Linked DNA regions of Sus scrofa: regions 1 and 2 are each linked to region 3. A link is a contact called in public Hi-C data. All regions are on one chromosome and are shown on one strand. Each heading gives the region's core, a stretch centred on a gene start, on an enhancer-like site or on the middle of the called end of the contact. The rest is flanking DNA. Distances are from core to core; before and after follow the strand shown. Region 1 has its middle 160 kb from the start of CTGF. Region 2 holds the start of CTGF (connective tissue growth factor). Region 3 has its middle 89 kb from the start of CTGF.

Region 1 (4,185 bases), core at 1,646-4,145, 67 kb after region 3:
CTATGAGATTTCCATATACAAAAGTGACAGATATACTGAGAGCAATGTAATATTTTCCTTCTTTTATGATGAAACAACATAGATCATTGGTCTGATGCTGCAGCCTTAAGAGGATTCAAGAAGTGGCTCTTTTTGAAAATTTGATGAGAGAAAAACACTATGATCTCAATGAAATGACATTTCATGTTTTTCAGTCTCACACATCCATAATCACCCAAGCCCAGAACTTGGCTGTTTGATTCAAAGTCCCAATACTCTCAGAAAAAATTACAGAACTAAATCAGCTGAATATGAGATCAGGGATCGCCAACTGCCTGCCCATGAGCTGGGTGGGGCTCATCATCATTGTACGCTTGGCTCTAAAATTTTGAGCAACATTCATTTGAAAAATTAATTTCATGTTAAAATCTAGGTCTCCCAATTCTCTTGAGAAATCACATCTGGTGGCCAGCGGCCTCCAGTCCTGCATGACGACAGCCCACTGGAGCTGAAAGGCAGCTTCCGTCCTTGGACAAGGCATACGTGCTCCAGATTTCCCCACTCTCTCCTGCTTCCAAACAGTCTCCACTCAAGATGAAGAGTCTGTTGCCGTTTATAACTAGCTTACAGTCATTTCCCTCAGTAAAGAAATTTCTCTGTAACTCTCCCCTTAAAATCGTTGGAACAAGATTAACTGAGAATACGATGTGTTCAAAAAAAAAGTTGTCTTACATTTTTAATATGCAGTCAAAAGCTCTGCTACTTGACAGACTTAGGTTCTCTTCCTGAAGCAGTGTGGAAATGGCAATTTAAGACTAATATCTTACATCCATCACCAAACAGAGCCAAAACGTGCCTTAAAGCAACAATTTCTAAAGAAGTATGAGCTTGCCCCAGCTGCATTTAAGATAAACTATTACAGTTTAGAGAGAAAATATTCGAATGTAAATATTTTTACATTTTTGATCTTTTAAATTTGTATTTTATATATTTTGTAAGTTTATAATATAGTTATAAAGCAGTATACATATGTATATACACATATATATGTGTATGTATATACACACACATCTGGACAGATATTCATATTTATTTCAGTGACTGAGGTTTTGATCTTTTAAATTTATATTTTATGTATTCTGTGCATTATAGTTATAAAGCAGTAATATATATATGCATATATATGTACACACACAACACATCTGGATAGATATTCAAATTTATTTCCGTGATTGAGGCATGTGATAAACTAGTCTGGAGACTTTAGTCTTGGGAACCCAGAAGGAATCCAAGACATATCACATCCAGACCTTCATTTTACAAATAAAGTCTGTGAAGTCCCAGGAGGTGGCATGATCTCGTCAGAGGCACCAGCATGTAAGCAAGCGACAGAGGCCAGCTCTTTCCTAACACCCTTTCCTACCCTCTTGCTGCTACTCCACACTGCCTGCTTTCTTAACCGAGGCCTGCTTGAGAAAATGAGACCAACGTGGTGATAAATAACTCCCCTGAAACTGCTGGGCAACTTGTAGGAAACTGTCAGGTTTCTTCCTCCAGCATAACACAAATTTCAACCAGTGGTACCTAGAATAGTTTCTTTTTTTGTGTGAAAATTGGCATGTGATCAATTTCTCCACTGCCAGCAGAGGACGCCTGCTGGTGCGACACACTCATTGGCCAGGTCTCATTGGCCAGCCTCTGCCTTCCTTTCCTGTGGAAATAAAATATAAGGGCAGGAGAAAGGACATATTTGGTAATGTTACGCTCCTCAGCTTCCTGCTCAGGGCTGTCTCAGCTGCAAAATGTCAAGGGAAAAAATATTCCTCCAACTTGGAATGAATTCCAGACAGACCCTGATGCCTGCAAATTTGTCAGAGGGAGCCAAGTCCAGAAAGGCAGAACATGAACAAGGTTCATTATTCCACTTCAAGAGACGCTCAAATAATCAGACACTCTGGTATTTATGATTTTCCCCATTTCAGATGGTCTTAGTTCACAACGTTCTCCTCCCTTTACCGCTGATGCTGAGCTTCCTTTTAAATTAAACCTCAACAGTTATAAAAAGACTCTCACATTACTTGTAAGCCACAAGCACTACTGGGAGACACTGTTCCTACTGGGCTGTTTCGGGCTGGGGAAGGGCAGCACTTTCTGAAAATTAGTCTGGGGAGGGCAGGCCAGGAAGTCAGACTCACTTCACCTTGACCACGCCACAGTTCTCATCTGCTTATGACATCCCTGCCAAGACCTCTTGCCACTCACAGCATTTGATATGATGCTTTTTTGCTAAAAAAAAAAAAAAAAAAAAGTTATTTCATCACACTGGCTGGCTTTCTTTTTCATTTTAGCTTTTATTTTCATCGAGGGTGGGGGAGGGGTGGACCAACCAGAAAGTCTATCCTGACACTCCCAGTTTGTGAGTAGACATACCATCAGGACTATTTGTAAGGTTGAGTTCTAGGGGATCTGATTCTTTTCTTGGCAAGCTTCCTTTGTCTTGTAAAATCATCGCCACATGCTGGCTAAAAGGTGAAGAAAGAGCATCTGTAGTCCAAACCCCATTAAATTGCTACATACACATTTTCCCTTCCACTGCTTGCCCTGCGTTTCTAAATGCCGTAGTGTTTGTTTGTGTTTGGTCATCCTGAATCCTTATTTGGGTTCTCCAATAGGCACGAAGACATCCAAATATCAGTTTTTGCAACCAGTGGAAGTGCCCGCATGAGGGCTGGGGTGTTCAGTCTTAACATGTGGTCTCCATGAATAAGGGTCTTCTTTTTTTCTTTTCCTGAAGTGTCCAGCATCACAACTCTGATTTTGCTCCTCAACAGGCTAAAGCTTGTGCTACTTCCATGGTGATCAACTGTTAGGTCATAAACATCAGATTGTGGCATCACCAAGTGAGTCAGTTGAGAGGAAGCTGGTCTGGAAATACAGCTGAAAGTCTCTGTTGACAGATGGAAGCTTCTTAATCACCGCCTGTGTGGGTAAAGGGAAAGCCTTGCCTGGCCCACCCCCGGCCTTGATTCACAAACCTGGACGGTTCTGGAGGAGGCTGGGAAAGCCCATCCTCAGAGAACACCACTTTTTCCTCTTCCAGGCCTCTCACAGGACACCCACACAACTGGGGTGAGGGGGGAGTGAACAACAGAGCTCTTTCTGGGGTTACCTTTTGAGTACCAGCCAAGTAAACTAGCTTTCGTTTTCGTCTTAAAATTCCTATACAGTTCCTTCTTAAACACCTAATTGTTAGCATTGCCTTTTTCTTGGTACACTCATTTTTAAAAAGATTACTGTTCCCTGTTAACTGTCTTGCCTATAAAATGAGCATAATCATAAGCGCTCACCTTCTAGAGAGCAGAAGGTAGGCCTGGACAATATCATTAGGCTTCTGTCCATCAAGTCTGTCTATCTCTTTGAAGCATTGAGTACTATTGTTTCTGAATGCAAGTCCATGTGCCTGACACGGGCACAGTGAGGTCAAACAATACTAAAAACAGGAATTTGGAGCAGGGAAAGGTTTATTGCAATGCCATGCAAAGAGACAGGAGGCTCATGCCTTAAAAATGGAACTCCCTAGAGACTTTCAGCAAAGCCCTTTCAGGAAAGCTGAGGGAGAGATGTGGTTAATTGTTGCAAACGTCACGGTGTCAGATCCTTTGTTCTTATAGCTGTCCACCTAGGTCAGGTCATGGTCAGGTCACAATGTTCCAGTAAATCTCCATCAAAATAAATATTATTCTCTTTTTTGCATCTTTTTATCTAAAGGTGTAATATGTAAGAAAGGGAAGGGAAGGCATTAAATTTTGTCTCTATGCCTCCTTGTGCCTTTTAACACTTAACAAATCCCATAAGCAAAGCAACACCACATTACCCCTCATTTACTTGTTCAAGCTTCCAAGTGTTGATTTTCACCTTCCAAGGTCTAGGCCCTGGCTGAGGGAAGTGGGGTTGGGGTGCAAGCTAGTCATGCTGCCAAGGAGCATTCATCCAGCACCCAGTCTGGATCCTCCCAGCAGCACCCAGGCCCAGCTGAAGAGACAGATCTTAGATAGCAGTGCCCTCTGCGCCAGGTCCCCAGACCCTGGCCAGGGGTCATCACTGAGGGAACAAGGTGCCCAGGACCCAGCCAGTCCTCAGACTCACTGCAGCCAGTGCTGAGGACTGCGACCCAGGTAGACTGCCACAGTCAATAGATCTAGGAGG
Region 2 (4,415 bases), core at 780-3,279, 90 kb before region 3:
TGCATACCCCGCAGAACTTAGCCCGGTATGTCTTCACACTGGTGCAGCCGGAAAGCTCAAACTTGACGGGCTTGGAGATCTTGGGGGTACGGATGCACTTTTTGCCCTTCTGAGGAAGACAAGGGAGAAGAGAGGAGGGGAAAAAAAAAAATTAATGACTGCAAGGGGTGTGGCTTTCTTCAACTTCTGTGTGTTCCAGGCTTCTGAGCTGTCTGACTTCTGTTTATATTTTGAGGAGGGGAAGTTTGACTCTCCTCTGCCAGTTTTCCAAAAATAGACATAGCCTCTTTGGGGATGTCTTGAATGAACTCACACTGTGGAAGATTTCCTAGTGGAAAACTGGTGGTTCCTATTACATAACATCTTATTCCAGCAAAACAGCTCAATGGTTAGATATTTTTGGAGGTAACAGGCCTCTAAGAAGGAGGGCGGTAAGAGACCTAAACCTTGGTCCTGTCCTCTCTTGTTCCACGAAAATGAATGAACAGGAGCTGGACACCTACCTTAATGTTCTCTTCCAGGTCAGCTTCACAAGGCCTGACCATGCAGAGGCGGCTCTGCTTCTCCAGTCTGCAGAAAGCGTTGTCATTGGTAACCCGGGTGGAGATGCCCATCCCACAGGTCTTGGAACAGGCACTCCACTCTGTGGTCTGGACCAGGCAGTTGGCTCGCATCATAGTTGGGTCTGGGCCAAACGTGTCTTCCAGTCGGTAAGCTGTGAGAGCAGAGCACACAAACGCGAGGTGAGACGTCAGAATACGACCTTTTCCCCAGCCCTGGGCAAAGTCAGGGCTCGGCCCCCCCTGTGGGAGAATCACAAGGCTGACTTAGAGAAAGGCTCAGCTCACCGGCCAGGGCAGGGCCGACCACGGTGTGGTCCTTGGGCTCGTCACACACCCACTCCTCGCAGCATTTCCCGGGCAGCTTGACCCTCCGTGGGAAGGGGCAGTCGGGGCTGGGCAGGCGGACGTCCATGCTGCACAGGGGCACGCAGCCCACGGCCCCGTCCAGGCAAGTGCACTGGTATTTGCAGCTGCTCTGGAAGGACTCTCCGCTCCGGTACACCGTTCCTCCAAAGACGCAGGGGGCACCATCTTTGGCTGAAGGACAGGAAGGGGAAATGGGGGGGATGCAGGGTCAAGCATTGGTTCCCGAGCCTCTCACAAGGAAGCGCGCGTCGGGGTTGCGGGCTGGGAGCAGGGCTCCGGGGCCGGGCTGCTAACAGCCAGAAGGAGGGACTCAATTCGAGCAGCTTTATTATCTGGCGGGAAGGTGAGCGTGAGGGTGACTCGGGGTGGTGGCGCGTCATCGGGTGCCCCCGCCCGGGCGCTCCGGCGGTGGCGGCGCGGGGCGAGGGGTCTGGGGGAGACGGGGTGGGGACCGGGGCTGCAGGTCTTACCTGTGCACACTCCGATCTTGCGGTTGGCCGGCGAGCCGAAGTCGCAGAAGAGGCCCTTGTGCGGGTCGCAGGGGTCGCGCTCGGTGCACAGCTCACCCAGCTGCTTGGCGCACACTCGGCAGCAGCCGCAGCCGTCCAGCACGAGGCTGACGCCGGCGGGGCAGCGCGGCGCCTTCCCGGCCGCGCACTGGCACTGGCCGCTGCAGTCCTGGCCAGAGGCGGGCTGCGGAGGGAGGCGGCGGGTCAGCCGGACGCACGCCCCTCGGCGCCGCGGGGTCCCCTCCCCGCCCCCGGCCCGGTGCATCCCTCCCCCCGGCGCCGGGCGCCGCGGGGGTCTCCGGCGCTTACCCGGCTGCAGAGGGCGAGCAGGAGCACGAAGGCGCAGCGGACCGGGCTCAGGCCGGTGGCGGACATGGTCGGGGCGCTGCGGGCGGCTGGCGGCGGGGCTGGGGTGGCGTGGCGGGCCGAGCGGGCGGCGCGGGTTCGGGCCGGAGGCGGGAGCCTGGAACGCGCCGGGCGGCTGTCTCGGGAGCTGTCGGCCGGGGCGGCTGCCGTCGGACTGAAGGCGGTGGGTCGTCGGCGGTGGGAGTCGGGCTGACTGCCTCCTCTCAGTGGGGAAGAGTTGTTGTGTGAGGCTGAGGCGGGCGGCCCGAGGCTTTTATACGCTCCGGGCGGCCCCGGCTCGCCAATGAGCTGAATGGAGTCCTACACAAACAGGGACATTCCTCGCATTCCTCCCCACCTTCCTGCCTCATCAACTCACACCGGATTGATCCTGACCCCTTGACACTCAGCATTCCTCCCGTCTGAAAAAGCTGGCACACTACAGCTAACCAAAAAAAAAAAAAAAAAAAAAAAGCTCAGTATTTCCAGCACCAAATAGGATTTTCCTCCCTTCCTTCTTCGCACCACTCCTGATTTATATCATTTAAAAACACATCAGCCATGCTTATTATTATTTTTATTCCACTACTTCTGTTTCTAATAGCTGTGCCTGTTCTACCCACTGACATAAATCCTTTGTAGGAGGTTAGGAGGTAGGTAGCAGAAGAGGCTAACAGCAGGGATTCCTAAAAAATTCGAAAGGATTTCCTTTTTATTGTTTTTGTAATGATTTTAGTTTCAGAGGCTGTGTGCCTTTGAAATTTTGCAGAGAGCAGAAGAGGAGTTGGTTGCTTTTAACTGCTTGAGAGCCTCAAGAAGCAGAAGCATACCTGCAAATCCCCGAATTTCATATTGGAAATGGAGGAATTTGATCATTTGTCACTTGAAATAACACTTTGGATGCCCATGGCCAGTGGCCAGACAGACAGGAAAGAGAATACAGCCAGGAGTCTAAGTATGGATGCAGTTTTCTGGGGGAGTTTTCTACCACTCTTGCTTTGTTCTCTCTTAATACTTACAACAGTATTATTGTTGTGGGTATCAAGAAGAAAAAGGGATGGGTGGGCTTCAACATTTCCAGAAAATTCCATCTGATGTTATGTCAGAGCAAATGATTATGTGTTGAGTAGGTAGAAGTGCTGGATGTTGGGATGAAAAATGGGGTGGGAAGACAAGGCAACTCTACAGGAGGGGACCAGCAAGAAGCTTGGGGTTTCTTTGGGAGAGGTGTTAAACACAGTTGGGGGTCTTTGAAAAATAAGTGATTTTTCTTATACCAAAACCTATAATCTTCAAATGTGAATTAATCTGATTATATAACAAGAACACTGAACCCCATTATATTTGCTTACAAACTAAGAGTGTCTGTAAATAATATATTTTAGTGACTCTCCACACATCTATGAATAGCGATTGTTACTTCTTATTACCCAAGAAGCCGGTAACCTAATGGAGTGAGATCAGGTCAAGGAAAGAAGGAGTTTTATTCCCTCCACTTGTGTGCATATGTCAAATATGGCCAATAAAGTCTAAGCATATGTTAGCTTCACTGAAGACTGAGTTAATTGACAGTGCTTTCCTTTAGAATTTATAGTTTAGTTGCTTTTGTGTTAATAACTCCAGTTACCATTTTAGGTAAAGAGAATGATTCCAGAGCTATGCCATTTTTTCCGATTGTGGTGCCATATTGTTTGACACTAGTGTTACCAATGAATAGATTCATTTTAGCTGTTGACACATCCGTAGAGAGGTCTAAGATAAACCTGTCTGATTCAGATGCAAAGGCCAGCTTTCCAAATCGTTACAGATTTAGAATCTGAAAACAGCCTGTTTAAACTGGCTACATTTTTTTTTTTCAAGTTTCATTTCATTCTGTTGAAAAGGAGCCAAGAGAAAAAAAAAAAAAAAAAAAAAAAAAAAACCTACTCCAGCTTCAGCACAGACCACATCATCTGTGCACAATTACCCCGTTAAATGATCCACATGTTGTACAGTGTAGTTGCATGTCAACAGTGTGAATGGCCAGCGATGGGGGCCTCTGAAACTCAGGAAGAATTTTCATCATTGTTATTTAATGTTCTTTCCAAGCATTCCTCAAAGAGAAGAGGCCTTCAAAGTTCCTATTTAAAGAAGGAACATTCCAAGTTATGTTAATAGCCACATGTGTATTAAAGGCAACTTGGCCCCCAACTTTTTCTTCCCCTGTGGATGATTTTAAACGTTCAAAATATGTGGGAAGCCACAGTGAAATCTTTCAAGACCTAAACCCCCAATTATATCTACCACTAATGGTTGGAAAGGTGTGGTGGATGGGGAAGGGTCGGGATGTGAAGCTGGAACCTCACCCAAGGTGGCATGTGGCCTGGGCCATGAGCAGGGTGCGGTGGTGGGGAGAATGGGTTGGGAATTTTGGAATCCTCTGGAGAGTCTAAGAGCCATCCCCCGTGTACAGCAGAGTGGAGACTCATTCATGGAGGGGATACAGTGCTGGACCGGGTTACAGTTGAGTGACGCGGGCTGTATTCTTGGAACTGCCATTCACAAATCTTAGGGCAGTCACAAGAAGAGTCATAGTCCTGAGTTTCTGTTTAGAAAATGATGGTAATAATGAGACTATTTTATTTCGTCAGGT
Region 3 (4,468 bases), core at 1,483-3,982:
ACTTTTAATCTGACCAACCTGGTGCTTCACCAGCATAAAACTACTTCCTCCCAAGGTTTTCACTTGCAGAAACAAAAAGACCCTTGAGGCCAATAAGTACTTATTTATTTTTAAATGTTTTAAAATTAAAATAATCGTGTGAGGCTTTTGCTTCAGCTTTCTTTCTGAAATGACTCTTGACAGGAACTGGAAATAGTTCTTGTCAATGCAGCCATTATCTCTTGTGACCCAACGGTATGTGGGAGGTAGAGTGGAATTTCTGAGTTCTTTGTACCTAGGAATGAACTGTCTGTCATTTAGTTAAAATAAATTATTGATTTTTCAATCAAATCAAAATATTGAGTCAAACAAGTGGGTACTGTACTTGAATTTTCCTTTACTTGTAAGAACTGTTTTTCACTATTTTATGACTAGTGGGGGGAAATATGGGGTTATAAATAACAAACACACGTTTGGGGCTTAATGAAACCCATAGAGGCAGTTATAGGACAGTCTGGAAGAAACTTGAAATTACCATTATGTCCCAGGAAAATAAATAATTCTTTTTCTTGCCTTATCAGATAAGCAACCTGACAATATGCTTTGGAAACAATTTAGAATATTTAGTTTCTCTCTTCATTAGAGGCCTGTGCATGAAGCTCAGATCATTCCTTCCAGAATCCGGAGGTTTCTCTTATCTCTCCTGGGAACAAGGATGTTAAGTGTCCTCAGCATCGCTTCAGGGCTTGGGCTTGGGCAGGTCTTAAGAGCAAGACAAATGACTGGTTTTGCTGGAAGGGAACTAGAGAAAGCTGGACACATGTTCAAGTGGAATAGAGAATAATGACAGATAGCTTTAGCACATCGAGCTTTCCTCCAGCGATTAAGAGATGACTCCATGTGGGGTTACTGTGTTGTTGCTTCAAGACCTGCAACATTTAAGTATCTACGGCCTGGGAGTAGAAAATGCCAAAGATCATTCTAATTTCTTCTTTAAATTACCTCCAAAAGCTCTAATTTTTTCAGGAATAAACTCCAAAATGCTCAGCATGAGAATCTGAATTTCTTTGCTCTGCTTCTACCTACTTATCCAGTTCCTGTGGTTCTGTTTCTCTCTTCCAACCTTGGGCTGCACATGCTCTCTTCATAACAAATAGCAGCATCACTGTACCACATCATGTACATGTACCTCTCTGCCTTTGAATGTCATTCTCCTTTTGTCCAAAAATGGCCTGACACCCTTTATTTCCTAGACAAAGTGAAAAATTATCATTTAAAACATGCTACTTAGTCTGAAATCTGGGATGTGTGTACTTTCTATGTTATTTCAAAGTATCCTTTCTTTTTCTTAATCATTTATCATATTGTAATCCTCTGCTTTATTGTTTGCATCTACCTTTAAACCAGTGACTTGGATTTAATTGGTGTTAAGTGGGGCCTCCAACTCAGTGGTCTGTTTTAAAAGTTCCCTTGGGATTGGCATATGCACACTGAGCTATCTCAAATGATAGGCCAACGGGGACCTGCTGTATAGCACAGAGAACGCTACCCAATATTCTGTGATAATCTGTGTGGGAAAAGAATCTGAAAGAGAGTGGATGTGTACATGTACAACTAAGTCATTTTGTTGTACAGAGGAAATTATCACAACCTTGTAAATTAACTATACTTCAATAAAACTTTTAAAAAAGAAAAAAAGAAGAAAATTTCCCTAGTGATTCTGGTTCACACCAAGGACTAAGATCCACTGGATTTGACTGAAAACTCCATGAAGATAGAACGGTTGACTGACTAGTTCATTGCGATCCCTTGTTTTCTAGCTCCGTGCTACAGTAAATCAAGAAATATACATGGATTAAATGTCCTTGTGTCCCCAGTGCTTGGTACAGTGTAAAACAATTGCCGAATGAATGAATGAATACATTAAATTCTACAAGGGTTACACAAACTAGTAAACCACAGGATTTACTTTTAAAAAGTAATAGTTGGATAAGAATAAGAGGAAATGGAGACATACATCAAGAATTCTGACATAGTCACTCATACAGTCAGTGGCAAAAATATTTATAGTGGTTGGAATGGTTTCTTCCAGAGAGTGTCTTTCATGGGGAAGATTTTTCTTCTTTCTGAATGCAGAAATTTTCCAAGTGGTTTGGCAGAAGTCCAGTTCATTGAAGTTTTGAGCAAATTCTGTTTAAGTTCCTTTGCTAAATCTTCTGAGGTCATTCCAGACCATTTGCCTTTCTCTGTTTGGCACTAAGGCAGGAAATGTTTTTCTCCATTTTTAAAGTGCAGTTCTAGGGGCCGGTGAAGAATGCACGGGATGCAACATGCTATCAGCCCCCTCCAGCTGTTTATCGTGGTCTTTTTCATTCTTAACTGGGACATCAAGTTCTTTTGGATACTAGTTATTGTTTTATACATAAGACAAAATAAACATTTCCTGGAGGACTTCAGAGGGTAACTACTCTTAGGTTTTATCTTGCATTTTCCTTCAATCCAAAGAGGAAAAAATAAGATTTAACTTGAAAGAGGACTCCCGTTTATCAGGCTATGCTGTAGTCAGTGAGCTGGTACATTCTTTTTCTTTTCTTTTTTTTTATGAGCCTGAGAGTGTCCAACCCCTCACTCTAACTTTCCCCATCTTGAATCACTTAATGTTTTAAACTTGCAAGTGGTCATGGCCTCCACCCAAGATCATCTGAAAACAATGGTACCTGAGTCACTGACATTCTTAAGGTCTTACTTGGAAGGAGTTGTTTGGAGCGGCTGTAGTCTGACCTGAGTCATTCCACACTGGGCCAGGGAGGCTAAAGGATTGGACTCTTCCCAAAGGAACGCTTGTTATTGTCGTGAATCTCCAGAAAGAGACATGTAGTTAGAGCTAAGAGAACATGAGCTTTGCCTCAGATTGACTGTCGGATGGGGACAGACCATGACCTTTTTAATCAGGATAGGCTTAGCCTGGATATTTTGTACAAAGTAAGTTGGCTTCTGGTGGAATTTCCCAGAGAGACCACCCTGGAGGAAGGTATGATGATTTAGTGAGAAGGCCATGGGATTTGGAGTCAGACTTAGGTTTAATTCCTGCCTCTACCTGTCTTATCATACTGTCTCTGCCATGTACTCTGCAAATTAGGTAAGATGCTTAACCTCTCTGAAGCCTAATTTCTCATCTATAAAATATAATAACAACTAAAGAAATGAAATATTATTGAATTTGTCAGGTACACATTTTATTTTAAAATATTAATTAAAACAATACTGTGTGCTGTAGAAGAGAAACAGAGTTTCTGCCCTCCTACTATTCACATTAATGTAGAGCAACATATAAAACAGCAGTAGAAACAGAATTGATATCTACCTTAATATTATCATTTAGAAAAACCAAGTGGCGTTATATGTTTATAGATCTACCTTGAAAGTGTTAATAGCACCATACCCACATTCATTTCTAAAAATAGGTTGCATTTCCTCTCCTATTGACCAAAACCAAAGTATTTTAAGAGTAGGAAATGGTACCTGGTTGGGAAAGGGGTATTTTTTCAGAAACCAGAAAGGAAGATAGTTTAGTTACAGAGTGCAACCGAGAGCATAATGTAGGCATTTTCTCAACTGCCTCTTGGAAGCAGGGCTAAAGTAGGCAGTCCAGGTGTTTGCTCAATTGTGTGATTTGGTGGGCCTGAGATAGAAGGACCTGCCTGGAAAGAGACTAATCCTTCATAAACTATGTAGTATGCTTGTGAAAAAGACTGTGGTATGTAAAACTATGGAGGGCAAGACTGAGGACTTAAAGAAAATAGAGGTTTGTGGGAAAAGCAATAAAAATGATGTATATGTGTTTTTATTTAAACATCACAGTTCATAAACGTTCTCGAAGGCATCCACTGCTAAAACAAACTAAATGTGTTGGTGTTAAAATGTAGCTCCAATAAGTGATCATTTTCCTGACTGTCCTACTGAATTGTTCTGGAAAACCCCTGAAATGGATTTTTCCATGAGTCATATGTTTTGCAAACTCATTTGAAAAATTTGGACCCTACTGACTTGAGATTTAACATTTTTTTTGCACTTATCTTTCGGCTAATTTCCTCAAGTATTAGAAAAATGTTGATATAGCCACTCTGCCTAGAAGCCTTCATCCCACATACCTAGAGGGTGCAGCCTAATCAAATGTCCCTTCTACACTATATACCTCTACTTGGGGAGCAGGCACGGGGAGGAATATGGCTTTGGAACACTTTTGTTTAAAAGGAGTCAAGCACACAAAATGTGGGTAACACTATTGTAGACTCTTTAAGTTGTCATTCAAATGTAAAAACTGCATATTCTTGTAACTTGAAGCCTACATCCAGTGAGTCACTCATTTGGGTGTTATCTTGGGAATTGGTATGGTATGTTACTGTGAATAGATAAAAATTGAGTTTATCATTTTTTTTTTCTTGCCATGGTTGTCAGGGACATGATATGCAATCTCAGTTCCCAGACC

The links. A called contact is a pair of places that touch in the nucleus more often than the background predicts.
Region 1: a contact with region 3 is called in a Hi-C map of embryonic fibroblasts, with 2.7 times the contacts expected there. The contact joins two enhancer-like sites. A contact is called at or near these places in 3 of 47 Hi-C or Micro-C datasets (embryonic fibroblasts, skeletal muscle and subcutaneous adipose tissue) and 1 of 2 datasets of contacts at active chromatin or transcription factors (skeletal muscle).
Region 2: a contact with region 3 is called in a Hi-C map of embryonic fibroblasts, with 3 times the contacts expected there. The contact joins the promoter of CTGF here to the enhancer-like site in region 3. A contact is called at or near these places in 9 of 47 Hi-C or Micro-C datasets (embryonic fibroblasts, fibroblasts, liver and 4 more) and 1 of 2 datasets of contacts at active chromatin or transcription factors (skeletal muscle).

What each region holds. Positions count from the first base shown.
Region 1 is chr1:31,516,026-31,520,210 of Sscrofa11.1, reverse strand. No RefSeq gene overlaps it. Among named protein-coding and RNA genes, the nearest start is that of CTGF, 160 kb to the left of the region's middle. Within about 2 kb of position 2,895, at least 38 of the 83 cell types and tissues checked have an H3K27ac peak or open chromatin away from gene starts, as enhancers often do. A contact at or near this core is called in embryonic fibroblasts, skeletal muscle and subcutaneous adipose tissue, where this site is marked.
Region 2 is chr1:31,672,012-31,676,426 of Sscrofa11.1, reverse strand. It overlaps CTGF (connective tissue growth factor), which reads right to left and starts at 2,029. Exons shown (of 5, transcript NM_213833.2): 1 at 1,748-2,029; 2 at 1,400-1,622; 3 at 849-1,100; 4 at 504-715; 5 at 1-109. The coding sequence starts at 1,813.
Region 3 is chr1:31,582,960-31,587,427 of Sscrofa11.1, reverse strand. No RefSeq gene overlaps it. Among named protein-coding and RNA genes, the nearest start is that of CTGF, 89 kb to the left of the region's middle. Within about 2 kb of position 2,732, at least 25 of the 83 cell types and tissues checked have an H3K27ac peak or open chromatin away from gene starts, as enhancers often do. A contact at or near this core is called in embryonic fibroblasts, liver, skeletal muscle and 1 more, where this site is marked.